Linked DNA regions of Mus musculus: region 1 is linked to region 2. The links are chromatin contacts, called in public Hi-C maps. All regions are on one chromosome and are shown on one strand. The core of a region is the stretch at or near the end of the contact, and the rest is flanking DNA. Distances in the headings are between cores, read along the strand shown.

Region 1 (4,125 bases), core at 909-3,408, 150 kb before region 2:
TCTGAACCTCTGAGCCAACTCACCAGCCCCCAAGAGCATACATTATTAAGTCATACATTGACTTCATTAATCTTTTTCTGGGCGTTTGCTGGGGATTGAACCTGGGGCCTTATCCAGGCTAAACACAGGCTCTTCCTCCAGCTGTATCCCAATCCTGTTAGAGTTATCTTTGAGAATACATTTCAGTAACATCTCAGACTGAACGGGATTTGCCACCTTCCCAAAGGGCAGTGGGTCTCCTAAGCCTGTGAAAAGGTCTGTAGAAGAAAGCAGGTCAGAACCCCCACCTCCAGTCACCTGGCTGCCCAGGCTAAGTCTCCCTAAGGACTCTACAGGCTGCTGGAAGGCCCTCTTTTTGCAGCACCCCAGCTTTTCCCGCTAGGTGGCAGCAGTGCAGGCATCTCCTTCCTGGTTGGCAACTGGGTCCAGCTTGCTCCGTCCGCTAGGACTTCCCTGCCTCCTTACTTTGTAAGATCATCTCCCTCCAACCCCCAGGACCAGGGCTCTGCGGGAAGAGGACCCAGAAGTGACCAGGCATTCAAAGCGCTGAGTCACCTGGGTGTCTCTCTGGACGACAGACTGGCACACAGCTAGTCGCAGCTGCACGTGCGCTGGGCCAACTCATTTAGTCCTAATTAAAACCTCCTGAGGGAAAGCACCGGAAACGGGTCTTGTAAGATGAGAAAGCCAAGAGTCGGAGAGGTTGCGTAATAGACATAGGACCCCAAGACAGTAGCACCCCATACCTAACTTCAGTCTCTTGCAACCATGCTACCTTGCTCCCAGATACTTTCTTTAGGGCCTGAGAGGGAAAACAGAACCATGTTGTCCTGTCCAGCCTGGGTGGGGAGAATCTCTGGCTGCCAAAAACCTTGGACTGGAGGCTCAGGGAAAAGGACCTGCCTGGGTGCACAGTGAATCCCAGGAAGACTGGCTCCTCCCCCCCCCCCAGCAACCCTCCCAGGGAGGCCTCACCCTCTCTCTCCTGAGGGGGGCAACTGCTGGGCTGAAGTCACTTGCTTGCAGCACCCTGGCAAGTCCCCAGTTGCCTCTCTTTACCTTCCCGGCTCTGACTCTAAAGTCCAAGCAGGAAGACCGCAGACTGAAGCTCATTTCTAAGGCCCCTGGCTTTGCATTTCTTCCCCACTATGTGTGGAGCTGAGAGCTGGCTTTTGTTCCTACAGTTCCTCAGGGACTAGGCAGCTAAGGCCTCCGTGGGATCCTCTGCCTTTATGTCACTCCTTTCAGTGAAAGGGGACCACAGAAAGCCTGTCTTTCACTAACCGGACATGCAGACACAACTAACCAGGTAGGCACCAGGGAGTGCTGGGTGGGAGAGTGGGCAAGATGTCTGGGAGTGCCAGGTTCAGAACTCCCTGGCTCTGCGAAGACAGCAGATGCCATAAAACCAAGAAGGAGGGGGAACTGCGCTGGAGACTGAATAACCGGGCAGAAGCATGCTCCAACCAAAGGCTGAAACTTCATCTGCCTGGAGAGAGGCCAGGCCCAGGCAGTGGGGAGACTCCCCAGGAGGACCCTCCCCAGCCTCTCGCATCGCCTGCGCCGTGCAGCTCCGCAGGAGGAAACTTTTCGCACAGCCTCAGCTCCCCAGTCCCATGAGAACCTCCTCTCCCCAAATCAGCCCTCTGCGTTCAATGGGCGTACTTAGAACAGGGTCCGAACCTCTTAACTGCTTCGCATGCCATCTGGTTACCGTGGCAACACCATCCGGCGGCGCCGGGCGGTCCAATCGGAGCCTGCGGCCTCTTTCGAGCCTTTCCCAAGGTGGAGACCCGGACGCGGCCAGGGATGGGGAAGGGGTGGGCCCGGTTCTTCTCTCTGGCGCCGCCCAGGCCACTCAGAGCCCAGGTCGCCAGTCCAGCTCCAGCGAGGTGGGCTGGCAAGCTAAGCCGACCGGCCGGGTTGGGGGCTCCGACTCCAGGTTGAGGGGCGGGGAAGGAGGGTGACGTGAGCCGGGCCCGGCGGGCGGAGTTGGGACCCGTTCGCGGAGGCGGGGGCAAGCGCTTCTGGAGGCAGACGCGCAGAGGGAGGCGGCCGAGCGGCGCGGGCGGCTCTGCGGAGGGCGCGGTGGGCGCGGGCGGCGGGGCCCGGGATCCCCGCGCGCCTCCTCCGCGCGGCGGCGCCGCCGCGCGTCCCCACGCCCCGCGCTCCACGCTTCTTCGCCCCGCGCCTCCCCTGCCCGCCTTCTGGCAGTCTCCGGGCCGCGGCTGTCTGCAGAGCGAGCGCTTAGACGGAGCTCTCCAGCAACTTGATCGGTGTCAGAACCTGGGACAGAGGCCCCTCGACCCGGCGGCGCGTGGAGGCGACCCGCGTGGGCCAGAGGGGCGATCTTCTCAACCCCCGGGCAACACCGATCACAGCCTCGCAGCTCCGGCTGCAGGCTAGATCCTCGCACGGCTTGCGGAGCCGCCCGCTTCGCTACTCGTCGCCCCGGAGGACGAAGCCCCGCTCCTCGGACCCTCGCGGCCGGCGACAGACCCGGAGTGCGCCCGCCTCGCTGCCGCCCGCGCCGTGTGGCCTGCGGTGGGGGCCCCGCGCCCCGAGAGCCGGCGGGAGGATGTGCGTCCCCGCGGGCCGGCCCGCCTGAGCCATGCGCCCCCTCGGCGGCGGCGCGCCGGCCGGCATGGAGCCCCGCGCGGCCGCGCTCTGACTCGCTGTGCGCCCCGCGGCCGGCGGGCGGCGGGCGGCGGGTGGCGGCGGCGGCCCGAAGCCGAAGAGCGGCGCCACGGGACCGGAGCGAGCGGGCGCGGGCGCCGCGCAGATGGCTGGGGCAAGCAAGGTCTGAGGCTGGGTTCCCTGAAACGTGACCATGTGGATCCAACAGCTTTTAGGACTCAGGTGAGCGACCCGGCTGGAGGCAGGGTGCATGGGGGGGTGGTGCGTGGGCGCTAGGCTGGGCTGCTGCTCACTGTTGCAAACCGAGGCACGGCTTCTCGCCTCCCCGAGGCGGCCCGCGTGGTGCACCCGAAGCCACGGAGCGCGGCCGCCTGCTGGTCCCTGAGGCCGGACAGAGAGAGGCAGGGAGCGGCCGTTCTCCTACGCTCCGCGAGTCGAGTGGGGTCGAGGTAGGGGCGCTTGCCCCAGTAACCTGGCAGCGGGGCTGGCCGGCGCGCCCGCTGCCCAGGGCGCCAGCAGCGCAGTGTCCTGGCCGGCGGCCCCGGCGCGGCTCCTCTCCGGAGCCCGGCGCGAGTTGCGGGCCATTGGGCGCGGTGGACTCGGGGGCCGGGGCTGACGCTGGATCTGCCAGGGAGAGCCACCGGCCCTCCCAGTTCTCGAGCAGCTTTGCCGTGGAGTTGGAGAAGCCCAGAACCCTACAGCCGCTCCGTCAGCCCTTCTCTCCGTTCCTAGGGCCCCTGGGCCCCTGAACTGAAGTGTAGTAGGAGCACAGCTGCCGACCCAGCTGCTTTGGGGTGACCTCCGGGCAGAAGGTCGCACGCAGCTGGCAGACAGCTGGGTCTGGAGAGCTTTTGGATTCTGGGGAAGCGACAACAGGCAACTGCCTCTAAGCACCTCTCACAGGCACACAGGGCTTGTCTGTGTCCGGGACCTTCCGGGCCAGTAGGAACTCAAGCCCAGTGCGGTTATGGGGCGGACCAGAAAGACCCTTCTCTGCAAACTTTGCCCACCTACCGAGTCGCTCAAGCTTCTCTGGATCCTGCCTTGGGGTCCCCAGAACGCAGTTGCCCCCTTTACAGAGCACAGTGTCTACTACCCTTGCCTTCATGTAAGGGGGTCTCTGGCCAGAGCTGCTGCGCCTGGGTCGGGATTTGGGACCCAGGTTGAACATCACAAATGGAAGCTGAGAAAGGCTGCTTGCGCTTCTAGTGTTTGTCCACTGGGATGCACTGCGCTCCCGTGTTGAGGATACAAGGGGTCGGTGGCTGCTGGAGCAGACTGCCTCAGTCACCCACCCCCACCAGCATGAAGCTGGGGAGAAAGTGGGGCCAAAGGAGGGAGGAACATGCGCGCGACCTGATTTTGAGAAGTCTGAAGGAGACTGGCATGAGAGTGTTTTCTAGCTGTCCTTGATTTGCGAGTGGTTCTGGCGCCCAGGAATACATGCTGGTCAGCATCATCTAGGGAAGACTGTCACGTCATTACTGG
Region 2 (4,046 bases), core at 69-2,568:
GAGAGAGAAAGAAAGAGCTGACTCCCACAAGCATGTGCACACACACACACACACACACAAACATGCATGCACACATAACACAGACACATACACATGTGCACACAGAGACAATCCCATGCATATGCACTCTCATGCACATACACAGGCACAGATACACAGGCACAGATACACACTCAAGAGTGTGCACACGCATGTGCATGAACACACATGCACACACAGACACACTCAAACACACATGCACACAGATACTCACATGCATATACACTCATGCACATACACACATAGAGACTCATAGGCATAGTCACACACTTGAGAGTGTGCACATGCATGTGTATGTGTGTGAGCATACACATGTATACACTCACACACACATGCATGCACACAAACACACAGAGACATGTACTTGCACACATTCTCTCTCACACACATGCACTCACACATACAGACATGTACACACACATGCACACACATGAACAGACACATCCTAGAGTGTGCACATGCATGTGCATGCACACAAGCATACACACACACACACACACACACACACACACACACACACACACACACCAAATAAAGAGGGGCCAGTGAGATGACCCAGTGAGTAAAGGTTCTTGCTGCCAAGTCTGGGCCCTTATGCTGGAGCCCAGGATCCAGTCTTGGAAAGAGAGAACTAACTTCTGCAGCGTGTCCCCTCATCCTTGTCCCCAACAGACAAAATAAATAATAAAAAGTACTGAAGAGCAGAGGTGGACACAGCTGCCACCGGATTCCCAAGCAGGCTGCCTCATTTCTCACTTTAAATTCATGCTGAAGTCAGAGAGTGAGTTTCTAAAATATATCAAACTAATTTTTTCTGCCCTAGCTCTGACAGAGACGAGGCACATGAAGCTGCAAACTTCGGTGAGGGAGTGAGCTATGGAGAGACAACGAGTATCCTCTCACACAAGCTGGTCAGACCGCAGAGGCAGAGGCATTGCACACACCCCACACGTGGGCTGGGCGCTGTGTGACAGCCACGGTGTTAGGTGCCTGCTGCTTTTTCTTTATGTTTATGCTGTCTCTCTCGGTTTTCTGAAAATGGCACTTTAGTCTGTAGATTCCCTGCCTGATGCAAGTTTCAGGAAGTGAGAGAAGACTGGATCCATTACAGATTTTTCTTTTGTAAGCCACAAAACTTGACACAAACTGTCTGAAGCAAAAATAGGGATTTATTGGCTCACGCGGTGGCAAACGTTGGGATGAATTCAGCTGAAGGCAGAGCTGTAACGGAGAGAAGCTAAAGGAGCGCTCACACATTCTGGGCTTAGCTCTGCCTTCCTCTGCCGTCAGCTCCGAGAGCTCTGCAGCTTCCCAGAACACAGGCAGGGGCATGAGCCAGCTCAGGCTTCCACAGCCTTCCACTGCAAGAATAAGAAGGGTCTTTTCTAGAATTCCAGCTTTAAGTCATTCCTTGGTCCCTGGGGTGTCTGCTCCGTGTGTGAGATCAAGTGAGTGGTTTGACCAGTCTGCATCATGCTCTGGGTCCCGAGGTCATTGTGCTCAATCCTCCGAACCTTATCTATAGAAAGGTCTGGTACGTTCCATGCCACATGCCACGTGGCTTCCGGAAGCTTAAGGAGATTAGAGCAAGCAGAGAGGTGCAGATGACACAGCATGAGCCCAGAAGACATTGGCCGTGAGACCCTGTCTACCCTGAGTCAGATGACCAGAGAAGAACCTACAGCTGCCACTGGAGCTGAACTCCTGAGTTGAGCAGGTCATCTGGACACAGATGGAAGAGGATGGAGTCAGGCTCGGTGTGTGCACACTCAGAGAGCTCTTAGGTTACAACGTGAGAGGGATGGGGGTCTGCTGTCGGGCCGCCTTCCTTCTGCTTCTCAGGTACTTCTGACACTGGCTGGCATCAGTTGAGTATACTCACATAAAAAACTAGCCCTCATTCCTCTGTCAGGGCAGAGCCCTCCAGAGGGAACCCAAAGAGCATGTTCACCTGTGTTACCCGGTTAGAAACACAGCTTCATGCTCCAAACATTCCATGCCAGGAATGTTACCCTGACTAATTTCTGTATCCTGTGTGCCCTACCAGGACCCAGCACAGGAGCCAGTACACTGCTCTAGGCTCAGGGATTGCCTATGGCAGAGGCTGAAGCTTTCAACATTGGCTGCCTCACCTTTGCCCTGACCTGGGTGGCAGTGTGAACTTTGACCTGGGCGACTTGAGAAGTCAGGACGTGGCTCTGGTCCTGATGTCTGCCAGCCAGGGAGGGAGGCTATACAGCTTCTCCGACACTCATTCTCCCAGTCAGTGGAAGAGAAACTTGACCCCGAGTTCCCAAGCTGTGCGAATACAGAGATGAGATGTGTGTTGTCTTATGGGGACATCGAAGGTGAAGTATGTGGCTGGATAAACAACAGAAACGCCACAACGTGGGTAAGCTCTGAGTGTGCAAAATTTCACACATCTCAAAACCCCAGTTAGGAATAATCCTGACCTATTTGTTCATTCATTGTTCATTCATTCAATTGATGAATTCATCAATTCATCATTCATTCATTCATTCATTCATTCATTCAAATGGCAGCTTCTGTCTTTCCAGATGCTGGGCCACACACAGATCTCCTTTATGCTCTGACCATGCATGGGAGGTGAGTGGAAATCTGACCCCTGTCCTGGACTTTATTACGAATTAACTTGAAAGTCTGTCCCCACTGAGGGCTTCAAATGCAAGGCAAGGATGTATGCTCCAAAACAAGCCACATGAACCCATTTCTAAGCTCCCAACCATGGCTCTGACAGGAGACCCCAGAGCTCAGCACCCACAGCCCTTCTCACAGAAGCTTCGGAATGTGAGCCTCAGGCCTCTGACAGCTGGGCACTTCTTCAACCAGGACTCCCCAGTGACCTTCAGTCCCACCCAAGAGTCTAGAGTATCTCAGAGTGGGTCCATGGCTCTTCCTGCAGTATCTCCCCTCTAGATGCTTCCGTGACTGGTCCCAGCATGTCTTAGTGGCTCAGATTAAACACATTAAGCCTTATTTTCCCCAGTGTAATCAGGGAGCCCCCCAAAAGTCAGCTCACGTGGATGTTAGTGGGACTCTGTCCAAGTGAGTGAGCAATCTCCGTAGCCCTCATGCTCACCCAAAGGATGGCTGTGAGGATCAAGTTATATATTTCCAATAAAAGTTCTCTGTAGGTTACAGGGTTCCACATTTCCTCCCACTGTGCCTGTTTCATCCCTGGTAACAGTAGGCCACAAACTATTCCCAGCTGCAACCCAAGAAAAGGCAGTTACAACCACCTCGCCATGTTCTCATCCCTGGACAGATGTCCTGTTTTCCGAACTTCATTTCCTGTCCGTTGAAAAGGAAATACCAAAAATGCCACTCCAACCTTTTGAAGATAGACAGGGTTTTCCCAGGCCTCGGTAGCAGAGCCTTATGCTCATTTCCTGGTGAACCGATTGCCCGAGTTACATAAGGCAGTATGAGCTCGGAGCTCATTAAACCAGCCTCGCTAGACATTAAGAGACAAAGCCCTTACTGGGGAGTCAGCCGAACAGAACAGGGAGCCACAGCCTCCATCCTCTGACAGTCCAACACTCCCTGGTGAGCCACCAAGTCTCTGAGGAGTGGCATTCCATCTCTGTTGTCAGCTGCATATTGTGATTGATCAAGCAGATGCCTGCCTCACAGACAGTCCGTCGCTGCCTGGGGGCTGGAGGTTCTCTCTCTGTCACTTAGTGGCAGCACAACACACCAAGGGACAGTAATGACCACCCTGCATTCTAATCCCTTCCTAGCCAAATGTGTTGTCAGACAGACTCAGGTCTATAAGGAGCCTTCCATCAGATGTAAGATGGTACATAAGGAGCTTGTGCCTGTGGGGCTCACAGACTGCTGGCAATCAGGCACTCCAGGCGGCTTCCTCCCGAGGGCAAAGCTGAGATAGGACTTGTTCTGGAGTAAGCACCTTAAAACATGCCAGTCTGAGAGGTTCATCCACAATGGGTAAGCTGAGGCAGATCCAGCTGCAGCAGTCTGTCACC

The links. Hi-C and Micro-C count contacts between places; a contact is called where the count stands out from the background.
Region 1: a Hi-C map of cerebral cortex shows a contact between it and region 2, with 4 times the contacts expected there. The contact joins the promoter of Ajap1 here to the enhancer-like site in region 2. A contact is called at or near these places in 1 of 39 promoter capture datasets (pre-B cells), 1 of 484 Hi-C or Micro-C datasets (cerebral cortex), 1 of 115 datasets of contacts at active chromatin or transcription factors (embryonic forebrain) and 2 of 9 other capture datasets (adipose tissue and pancreatic islet).

The regions. Positions count from the first base shown.
Region 1 is chr4:153,480,863-153,484,987 of GRCm38.p6, reverse strand. It overlaps Ajap1 (adherens junction associated protein 1), which reads left to right and starts at 2,158. Exons shown (of 6, transcript NM_001099299.1): 1 at 2,158-2,859. The coding sequence starts at 2,831.
Region 2 is chr4:153,325,158-153,329,203 of GRCm38.p6, reverse strand. No RefSeq gene overlaps it. Among named protein-coding and RNA genes, the nearest start is that of Ajap1, 160 kb to the left of the region's middle. Within about 2 kb of position 1,318, at least 9 of the 459 cell types and tissues checked have an H3K27ac peak or open chromatin away from gene starts, as enhancers often do. A contact at or near this core is called in cerebral cortex, where this site is marked.